2 separate regions of the Danio rerio genome follow, and region 2 is linked to region 1. The links are chromatin contacts, called in public HiCAR-type maps. All regions are on one chromosome and are shown on one strand. Each heading gives the region's core, a stretch centred on a gene start, on an enhancer-like site or on the middle of the called end of the contact. The rest is flanking DNA. Distances are from core to core; before and after follow the strand shown. Region 1 holds the start of plcd3b (phospholipase C, delta 3b). Region 2 holds the start of svild (supervillin d).

What was found. HiCAR-type assays count read pairs that join an accessible place to other places.
Region 2: a contact with region 1 is called in a HiCAR-type map of caudal fin, with 3 times the contacts expected there. The contact joins the promoter of svild here to the promoter of plcd3b in region 1. A contact is called at or near these places in 2 of 4 datasets of contacts at active chromatin or transcription factors (caudal fin and gastrula embryo).

What each region holds. Positions count from the first base shown.
Region 1 is chr12:17,197,806-17,203,472 of GRCz12tu, forward strand. It overlaps plcd3b (phospholipase C, delta 3b), which reads left to right and starts at 2,277. Exons shown (of 16, transcript XM_073918324.1): 1 at 2,277-2,399.
Region 2 is chr12:17,269,376-17,275,222 of GRCz12tu, forward strand. svild (supervillin d) reads left to right here and starts at 1,507. Exons shown (of 27, transcript XM_073918319.1): 1 at 1,507-1,769. It also overlaps a transcript of nmt1b not described here.

The DNA of each region.
Region 1 (5,667 bases), core at 1,027-3,526:
TCACACATAGTATGGGATGCCCTGTATAAGAACTGACCATTGTTTTTTTTCTACTTATTTGAAATGGGGTCTTTATAGCACTTTATTTCATGTTAATACCCCATTTCTCTAAAATGCTGCAGTAAATAGGTTTCATGTGAAGTAGAGATATAGTATGGGATGTCGTGTATAATAACTGACCATTGTTTTTTTCTACTTATTTAAATTGTGGTCTTTATAACACTTTGAAATATAATAATATACAATTTCTCCAAAACACTGCAGTAACAAGGTTTCATGTGAAGTTCACACATAGTATGGGATGTCCTATATAAGAACTGACCATTGTTATTTTCTACTTATTAGAAATAGGGTCCTTATAACACTTTAAATCATATTAATACCCCATTTCTCCAAAACAGTGCAGTAAGAAGGTTTAATGTGAAGTACACACATAGTATGAAATGTCCTGTATAAGAACTGACCATTGTTTTTTTCTACTTATTTAAAATAAACTCTTTACAGTACTTTATATTATGTTAATACCCCGTTTTTTTTAAATGCTGCAGTAAAAAGCTTTTATGTGAAGTACACACATAGATTAGCATGTCCTGTAAAAGATCTGACCATTGTTTTTTTTCTACTTATTTGAAAGGGAGTATTTATAGTACTTTTTCTATGTAATACCCTGTTTCTCCAAAATGCTGCAGTAAAAAGGTTTCATGTGAAGTACACATATAGTCTGGGATGTCCTGTGTAAGAACTGACCATTGTTTTTTTCTACTTATTTAAAATGCGGTCTTTATAGTATTTTATATTATGTTAATACCCCGTCTCTTTAAAATGCTGCAGTAAAAAGGTTTTATGTGAAGTACATATAGTATGGGATGTCCTGTATAAGAACTGACCATTGTTTTTTTTCTACTTATTTAAAATGGGGTCTTTATAGCACTTTATTTTATGTTAATACCCCATTTCTCTAAAATGCTGCAGTAAATAGGTTTCATGTGAAGTGGAGATATAGTATGGGATGTCGTGTATAATAACTGACCATTGTTTTTTTCTACTTATTTAAATTGGGGTCTTTATAACACTTTGAAATATAATATTATACAATTTCTCCAAAACACTGCAGTAATAAGGTTTCATGTGAAGTCCACACATAGTATGGGATGTCCTGTGTAAGAACTGACCATTGTTTTTTTCTACTTATTTAAAATGCGGTCTTTATAGTATTTTATATTATGTTAATACCCCGTCTCTTTAAAATGCTGCAGTAAAAAGGTTTCATGTGAAGTACATATATAGTATGGGATGTCCTGTGTAAGAACTGACCATTGTTTTTTCCTACTTATTTGAAATGTAGTCTTTATAGCACTTTTTATTAGGTTATTACCCCGTTTCTCCAAAACAGTGCAGTAAAAAGATTTCATATGAAGTACACATATAGCATGGGATGTTCTGTACAGGAACTGATCATTGTTTTTGTCTACTTATTGGAAATTGGGTCTTTATAACACGGAGTAATGTTAATACCCAATTTCTCCAAAACACTGCAGTAACAAGTCTTTATTTGAAGTTTAGAGTGTGATGTCCTGTATCAGACCTGACTATTGTTTTTTTTCTACATATTTTAAATGAGCATTTTTTGTCCAAATTGCTGAAGTAAAAAGTATTTAGATGTAGTATATATGCAAATAGCATGTGACATCCAGTATCAAACCAGATCAGTCTTTTATTTAACTTATGTCAAACAATGTATTTATGCACTTTAAAGACTTTATAGCTCAATAATAGCACATTTCTCCAAAATGCTGCAGTAAGTTATTATGAGGTATGCATATAATATTGGATGTCCTGTCCATTGTTTTCTTCTGCTCACCTGAATGAGGTCTTTTACATGAGGTATGCATGTACATCCTGTATCAGAACCAAACTGTTGTTTTTCTACTTATTTCTTTATAGCACTTTAAAGTGTGTTAATGGTACATTTCTCCAAAATGCTGCAGTAAAACAGGCTTCATATGATGTATGCTTAGTATTTGACTTCCTGCATCAGATCTTATTGTTGTTCTATTCTACTTATAACAAATAATAAGGTCTTTACAGTCATCTAAAGTGTAATAATGCCCCATATCCCATATACTGAAAGAAGCATACATTTTTAAATCCCCTTTAAATGAAATAAACATATATTTGTAATTCAAACAATGTTTTGTTGGACTACTTTATGATTGTTTTCACTTTCTGAGGTTAGCCACGTTGTATAAAATTGCATTTAACCTTATTTGCAATGTACTGTAGTTGGCTAGGAGAAGTAGAAACGTATTCTGTGTATTTAGAAATCGTATATTTATTCTGTCCGTTTGATCTGCTATAAAATCATTTGAAGCAAAAAGATAAACTTGAGGAAATTAAAGGTAAGCCCAGAAACCAATTTCTTAAAATAACAACAGTCAAACAAAGCTAATAAATTGTTTAATAAAGCATACGTGGGAGGAAAGGGGGATAAACTTATATTTCGTTGTTATCTCTCTGTTCTGGGCGAAATGGATGCTCTCTGGAGCGCTCTCTGTGTGGCTGCTGACATTACCGTAATGATAATAATACGCGCGCGCCGAAATATAAAGCGCGGCTGGCATGACTGTGTTTTTCCGAACCGCGGCTGGCTTGACCGCAGTACCGATCCGATATGGAACAGTTTATAAAAACGGTGCCTGCTCTGCTTGCACAATAAATTTGAGAACTGTGTGCTGTTGTCTTACGCAAAAAGGGATCTTTCACCTCTTGGAGTTTCGGCCAAGAGTTCACTTCCTGGTACAGTCACGTGACAACGTGATATGCTACGTTACGTCAATGTTTTTTTTTTTTTTTTTTTTACAATAAAAAGTATATACTTTTAAGTGTGTGACTGGAGAGTTTGCAATATTTGGGATATGCTGCTTTATTAAGGATCAGTTATGTTGCTTAAATACATGTCCTGTCATTCATCTTGTTATATTATCTACTTTTCCTTTCACTTTTCCACAGAAACAGTAGCATTATTCTGCCATTCGCGGCTCTTTTTATGGAGAAAAAAATACGTGTTTGCATAATTATGCATTCAGGCGTTTGCATAATTATGCATTCAGATGTTAATGACCAAACACGTTTTTTAAATAAATCACGGTTTTGCTGCAGATATAGTATAACACGAAAAACGTGAAATAATGTGTTCCAGAAGGACGAGGGTAGATTTTAACTAAGATACAGCTTTAATAAAACTCGAGCTCCATGTTTGTAGTTTGTAAGACTATAGGCTTTTTTCTGTAAAAGAGTTTCAAAGTTATACTGCATTTCAGTAAACAAAATATATATACATATATAAAAAAAAGGTTTTTGGTTCGGAAATTTACATTTATGTACATAAAATTTTGTTAATAAGATAAGAAGACTAAAGAAATATATTTTGGTTTTATGTTTAAGGTTCTGTTTAGTTTTGCAATTAACCAAACCCAATAAAACATTTTCCCATAAGGAAAAGTCTTTATTAATGTTCTCAATTACAAAAAGGGAAAACTCTTTCAGAAGCAAATTAGAATAACTGCATTGCCCACAATAACAGAAAACATAATAACATTGAAAATTATGCAAAAATTCTCAATCTTTACATAACTTTAACATAAGAGCAAAATACAATATACAAAAATACAATACAAAAATTATAATTAATAAATAAACAAATGGTTTCATAATAAATAAATAGAAATAAAATACCCTATATTTCCCAGTGATGGGTTGCAGCTGGAAGGGCATCCGCTGCGTAAAAAATATGCTGAATAAGTTGGCGGTTCATTCCGCTGTGACGACCCCAGGTTAATAAAGGGGCTAAGCCGAAAAAAGAAAATGAATGAAAATAGTCTAAATGAAGACAAATAAGTAAAATTACTGATGTTTATTAATTTTTAATTTGTTTATCAGGATCCCTATTTGCCACTACCAATGTAGTGGCTATTCTTCGTCAGGTGATTTAGAGATCATTCATTAATTTGAATTTTCAAACACGATGCACTAAGATTTGTTTTCATTCAGAAAGAGAATATTCTGTGACTGTTAAAAATTTGATCTCAACTAAATACCTGTATAGAGATTCAAGTGTATCTGAAGAGTTGGATGCATCAGGGCGATAAGGAAACTCACGCAAACACAGGGAGAACATGCAAACTCCACACAAAAATTCCAACTGACCCAGCCGAGGCTCGAACCGGCGACCTTCTTGCTGTGAGATGGACGTGCTACCAACTGCGACAACGTGCAGCCTTATAGATATAAAAAAAATAAAACAAACGTATCTTTATTAATTAGGCCACATTCTAGAAGCCAGATTCAAGAATTGTGGATTGATCTGTGTATTGAAAATCCTGATTGTGTCTCACATAATGTTTGTGATAGTACAGTTTTTAAACTGAAAGCCAGAGTTTTAGAAAAACTGTGATGGATTGGGCTCCAATATCATGCCATTCCCTAGGCCCAATACCGGTGCTAGATGGAGCATCACTGTCAAGGACTACCAAAGCATTCTGAAAGACCATGTGCACCCAGTGGTTCAAACATTGTATCCTGAAGGTGGTTGCGTGTATCAGGATAATAATGCACCTACACACACAGCAAAACTAGTGACAGATTGGTTTGATGAACATGAAAGAGAAGCTGAACATCTCCCATGGCCTGCAGATCTTAAGCATTTTGAGGTATTTTGGGGAAATGTTTAAACTTAACATCATTTAAACAAATTGTTTAAACTTATGAGCCTGTTATGTTATTTTTAACAAGCTTTTTTTTTTTTACTCAACTTCACAAGGATAAAAGTGCCCGTAGTTAAAGAACTGCCCTTTTACAGTTGCTTTAATTTTGATAATTTTTTTTTTTTTTTGCATAACAAAATAGGCCTACTGTTATTATCTTAAAAAATAGACTAAAGACAGATCAGTGTTGTAAAGGTTGAACAAATAAAAAATGACCTTGGTTTGGTTTGAAGAAGAAATCGTGATATGTCATTTAACTTGATTAAATTCCTCTGCCCTAGCTCGCATCTTATTTTTATTTTATTTTATTTTTTTGCATCTTTCCCTCGAATCCTGAGGTGGTGGAGCTAAGACACGAGAAAAGGAAGCAAGGAAAGGAAACTTAGCATTTGCAAATTGAGAAGCTTTTTACAGTCTATGTTGAGAAGCAACGTAGATGTTCAGCCAGCTCCTTGTGGGAGGAGGGGGAGAAAGAGCTCCTTCGATTGACTTGTTTTTAAAGTCAAGATCGCTAGAGGGAGACATTTTGTTAATCCTGATTTCTCTGCACAAAATCGTCCGCTTAAAAAGCTGCCTGTAACGTTAGTCAACATACATTGCGGGTCTGATCAGCCAAGTTGCTGTAAATTGTCGGCGAGCCAGCCTGCGTATTGAAATAAAGATGAAGTTTTCGCTAATTTAACCTTAATTATTGATAATTCGTTCAAGGCTTCCGATTCAGATATGACAAGATAGAGTCTTCGCAAGGATTGTAAATCTGTGCGTTATAGCGTTAACGTTATAGCTTTTAATCTGAGGACGATTCTGTGGTTTTATTTTTTGTTGGTTAAATTTGGTGTAGTCAACAACCGGAGCCAATGAAACGTTACGTAGCCTAATGTCGTCGGGACATCTGCGTTTTAAT
Region 2 (5,847 bases), core at 257-2,756, 71 kb after region 1:
ATTTATTTATTTATTTATATAAAAGAGCATAAAACAGTCAAAATTATACTTAAATATTAAATTATTTACATCATAAAATAACAGTTTACATAAAAATAAACACTGGCATGTGTCCTACAGAAGTATTCCCAATTTTAAACATTAATAAAAGGTATGAAATAAAACCCTCTATCCAATCAACTTTCTAAACATTTGTGCCACACAATGGATATTTAGACACATCTCTGCACTTAGCACTTTAACAGTTTGAACTAAGGACATTCTTTACACAACTGCATAAAGCACATTTAACACAAATCCTCCTTCATCCACTCAATGTGCACTAAAGAAATTCTGTGTAATGCACAACGAACATTTAACAGGTTTTTTATTTCATTTTTTGACATTCAACAGGTATCTGCTGCAGACAGTTCAAACATCAACTGCTACGTGCAGTGTACATTAAAAACGCAGGGTGGTGCCATAACATTGGCACCGTGTACTGTAGGAAAACCAGGTCAAGACAAAAAATGTACTTACATTAAATATTACTTTTCTATGTCTATGTGTATTTGGAAATATTTGTTAATATATGTTTACATGTGTAACACCTATGGCCCTGAGAGACACATTTGTTTCCTTCCTCCCTATTTAACCTACAAAACTATTTAAAAACAAATATTATTTTCACTTTTTTTTTCATTCTAAAAAAACCCCGATAAATCTACAAATAGTATTGAAACAGCACCAACCACTTAAATTGTTTAGTACTTAAAAAGGCATTTCAGTAAATTTTTAGAATTGTAATAATTTTATTCATGCAACTTCTATAATTTTCTAACATAATAAACTAAACTGCAATACAGTGTCCAACGTTGGACGTAGGATATTATCATCCAGAATCTGTTTCAACAGTAAACATGCATGCATGTTTCTCACAAACCATGCTATGATATCCTTAGGCTACATAACTTATAACAACATGCCAGTTTTAGGAAGCTATAACTATTATTTTTATTTTTACATAACGTAATGAATTAGCAATTAAAATAGTAATAGAAAGACCCTTCTAAAGGCTCGAAACAGACGAGGAGTGAACCCGGGACAGCACTTGTTTCATGGTCAGGGTAGATTTTTCCCGTTTGGAATGCATGCAGAGACTGTAGCACACGCGCATGCTTGGGAAACGTAAAACTCCACCCAGTATTAAATCAATTCCTGAACCGACTCGTTCTTTAGTTAAATCATCTAGTCTTGACAAGCATAAATACCATTATAAACTATATATTGCACAGTAACTGAACTCACTTTATGACTGAAGAAAAATTGTTTTTTAAAGTTTTCAGTAGATATATGGACATATAGAGTAAAGCGATAGACTAATGTAACAATTGTATATGATTCAACTGAAGCAGTTCAAAAGATTCGAGTCAATGGAGTAAATCAAACTCCCCATCCACTATTGGTGTGGGCAGGGGGCGGGATCTCAACTTTGAAACACACGGCTGACAAACGCATTACTTGAGCAGCCTTTCACAGGCATTACTGTGGTTTAGTTCGACTTTCTATTAGTAGTTTAGTATAAACAGGAAGACAGTTTAATGCCGACAGAAAGTATTGTGTCAATCGCTGACCAAAAGCTTACGTGCGGTGGAACCCCCACAATGTATTTGTGTTATTCCACGCTTCTTTTTTATTGGTAAAATACGGCGGAGCTGTCTATGCTGGTGTCCAGTGACTCGCGCTGTTTATCGGATAGCATCTGTTTTGATTCAGCGAAATATAATCAGGTGAGTACTGATTGTCCGTTCATGTTTCTCAGGCTATTTTATTCACAACAAGATGTTTAGTTAAACAATATTGTCAATCTACTTAAAAACACGGAAAAATGTCAGATCTGTTGTGACCAGTTAATGGGCGTAGTGTTGCTTAATTCAACTGAAAAACCAAAGGTCTCCTTTGAAAGGTTCCCTGTGGATTCAAGGTCTGGCTGAAATCTGCAAATATTTTGCTCAAGTTTTAATCTGGTTTGTTTAGGATTTTTTTTCTTTTTCTTATTTCTTTGTTTATAGATCAGATTAAATGTCCCCATCCCCTTAAAGCATATATGTATTTTCATTTAGTGATCAATTTGTGCAATTTTCTAATGAAATTGGCAACCTTGTTGTAAGTCAATTCATGTTTATTAAATAAACAAAGTAACAAACAGCTTTAGTTAGAGGTCTGATGTTTAACAAATACTCCAAAAAGCACCTTTAGCAGTCTGCAAAGACATTGCAATTGAAGTAAAGTAAAACAAGGGGGAATTATTGTGTTACTGTGTCATTAACAACTGCATGCTTTAAGCTTGCTCAGAGTAAAATTCTAAAAAGTCCTACATTTGTCAAAATTGTAGATTGATGGTATTTTGCTCCTTCTACACTTAAGAATAAATGTCGCTTATAAATGTTAAAAATGTTATTATACTCCAATTCTAATTAATTTAAAAGTGCTAGAGACGATAACCTAGTTTGGTGTAGCATGATGACTTTGACATGTTCAAAGTAAAACCCCATTCTCACCAACATTAAAATATATATGTGGTTGAATGTAATGTAAATATGAACAAGTGGAATACATTTAAATATTAACTAACACTAACATTAGAAGATCTGCTATTGTTGAGTATTGCAATGGGAATATTTCTTATGATATAACACTTTTCTAGAAAAATAATATTTTTATTAGCTAATATGTTTAAACAATTTATTTAATATTTGATAAACAGGTAAAATATAAATTTTTAGATCTAATAATTCTAATTCAGAAAAAACGATGAAAACCTCAGAAGGTATTCTGACTCTGATTGCCAGTTTTCATTTTTGTTGTTTTGACTTCTGCTATAGTATTTTGTTTCAAATCTGGGTTCACCTCTGGGCAGCTCCAGACAATAACAGAATAGCAACCACTGGGGAGGTGGACATAAAGATGCTAAGGTTCCATCTGATCTGGTCAAATTTAAATAAGCAACCAATACATAAAGTAAATATAATGTATCACACTTCTGTGATGCATATATTATCCACAATGAATGTAATAATAATAAAAAAATCATTATTATTGGATTATAAAAGTTTTAAACTTTTTTTTTTTTTTTTTGAAGAATTTAATTGCAAAATGCTCCTTGTGGACTGTTGATTTGTAATATGGATACTCTGGTATCTCTTTGGTGTTGTTCTCTTTGCATTGGCTTGGCTTTCTTTGGAGTTTTGTTGTGCAGTATAAGGCCACATTCACACAAAACCAGAAAATGTGCATAAAGTCCTGCAAAAGATCAGATAAGGAAAGTAGCTTATCTGATCTGTTGCATGATTTCATGCGCATTTTGACAGTTAAGCTGGTTCTAGTAAACCTCCAGTATGTGTTCAGATGGAGCAGCATTTACTACACAGAGTCGTTGGTCACTGATTAGAAAAAAAAAAAATTGTTAATTCTGTTGAATTGGTCGAAAATGATATTGAGATAATATTCTGTGATAATGACAGCTGTTTGTGTCTCTTCTCAGTGAACTATAACTCTGTGGAGTAAATGCTTCATATGAAGTTACCACATTTAAGAACATAATTTTTCTCCAAACTTGCTTCATAAATTCAGTTGAGCATTTGAAATAAATGCTAAGTTGTAAGATACATGAAATAATAATAACATTAATTAAAAAAACAGTTTTGTCTTTATAAGTCATTCTGAATCAATAAAAACAGTTAAATCTTTTGTTTATTCAGAAGCCGCTATGGGGTTTTACTGGGTTTCTTTGTGTTTCTTCAGGTATTTAGAGTTTCTGTGAAAATGCCCTTCTACTTCAGAGGAGATTAGCTGCCGATCACACCAAGCTTTTTTGACAAAAATGTTTAGGACAAATGATGTACATGACAAATGATGTTTGATATTAAGTTCAGTAGCACAACAAATGCTATAGCTGCCTTTGTTGTAACGTGATGTTTGACTAGGGTCAGGATGTAGGTGGGCTGATGACATTTTTGTTTCACAAAATACACAAATAGGCTTTTTACATGAAAATGCTACGGATGCTGTTTTCAGATTTATCAATAATTTAAAGTTACAGTTAAATCACTTAAAGTTACAGTTACAATCATTTAAAGTTACAGTAATCAAGTAAGGTATAATTTACATCCAGCTGGTTGTTATCATTAATAAATAGCATAAATTCCAAATGAGTGATCAGGGTAAAATAATCTGGCAATTTACACTATAGCAGTTGATGAATATTGGTCAACCAATAGATCCCTGCCAAGGTATTTACTAATATTTTGATTTGTTAAAAAAACCCATCAATATTGCCCAACTTCTTTTCATGTGACTTATGTTTTTAAAATAGACTATGACACTGTACAACACATGTATGCTTTCTCTTTTAAGATTAGCCACTCAGATGTGAAACCAGCCCCTGACAGTAGGGCTGAGCGAAATGGCCTTTTTAAAGGGTATCGTGAAGTGCTTTATATATGCACTTTTATTCTATGTTTGATATAATCTCATCCGAAACACGAAAAGAGGGTGGGACACTTTTCCACTTCACATTTGAAAACGACTGTTGAAAACCGCCCCCTTGTGGCAGTTGCACAGAATTTTCAATTTTGTCGTGCACCATGCATGGGAGAGAATAAAGGAGTGCAAAAGCAAGTGCCTTTATTCTCCATGCGTTCACCATGGTTGAATGAATAGTAGAAACTCATAGACTGCTAACAATTTTGGAGGGAATGTGGAGACAACATAAAAAATATATTTTTTATTACTCATTTATGAATAGAAATATTTTTTTAATAGACTTTTTTTCTCATTAAAAAAAATTATATAAAAATTGCTATTTCTCATCTCACGCACATGGACCTGCTTGGACAATACTGCAATGCATTACATCCGGTCTGCTGGTAGCATATGGCCTAGTCGTAGTTGTTCAAATATTTTCAGGGATCTGCAGCTCAAATAAGATCCGAATTTCCGCATACGGACATGATCGGAATTCCCGGACTACTCTACATTGGAAATGAATGAGTTCCACTCTGTTGCTTGTTGTTTGTTGTGTGCAGTGGAAAGGTGGTCCAGTGTGCAGCAAAGTCTGCAGCCGGAGTCACCAGAGTTGCATGCAAAATTCTGTTGGACAGCATTGCAAAATGGGGTGGGATAAAAAAACAACTTAATGGATTAAATTTCTATACAAGGGATATCTCACACATTCACCTGATACAAAATCACAGGTCAGAGTTCAAGCTTGAACTTTGAAAAATAGCGACATGCGACTTTGCTTGAGCCTGCATTTCCGGTCTTCAGCATTTGTGTGCGTATGAATAGAAGTCAATGGTGCAAAAAAGTGCAGTGTGACTTTAGCTTTATTCAAACATGGTGTGACACATCAGGGGGGTTTCCAGAAAACAGGTTATGTGACATAGTTAGGTAAGAAATTCAAATTCTGTCATCATTTACTCACCCATCACTTGATGAAAACCTATTTGAGTTTCTTTTTTGTGTTAATTACAAAATAATATATTTTGTAAAATACTGGTTTTTGCAACCCATTAAATTTCTTATTTTTTATAATACGGAAGTTGATGGGTCCCAGCAACCAGCATTCTTTAAATATCTTTTTTGCGTTCAAAAGAAGAAAGAAAACAACGTAAACGTTTGAAAACCTTTGATTGAGAATAAATAATGAGTCAGTTTTATTTTTTGAGTTAACTATCTTGTTAAGAATTAGGGGATAACTTTCAACTTTCCAACTTTCAGGGTATGCAAGTAGCCATCGCAATATATGGAATACGGATCAGTTGATGTAGATTGCTGCTCTAGTTTCGGTGTTATGTTTTGCGCTAA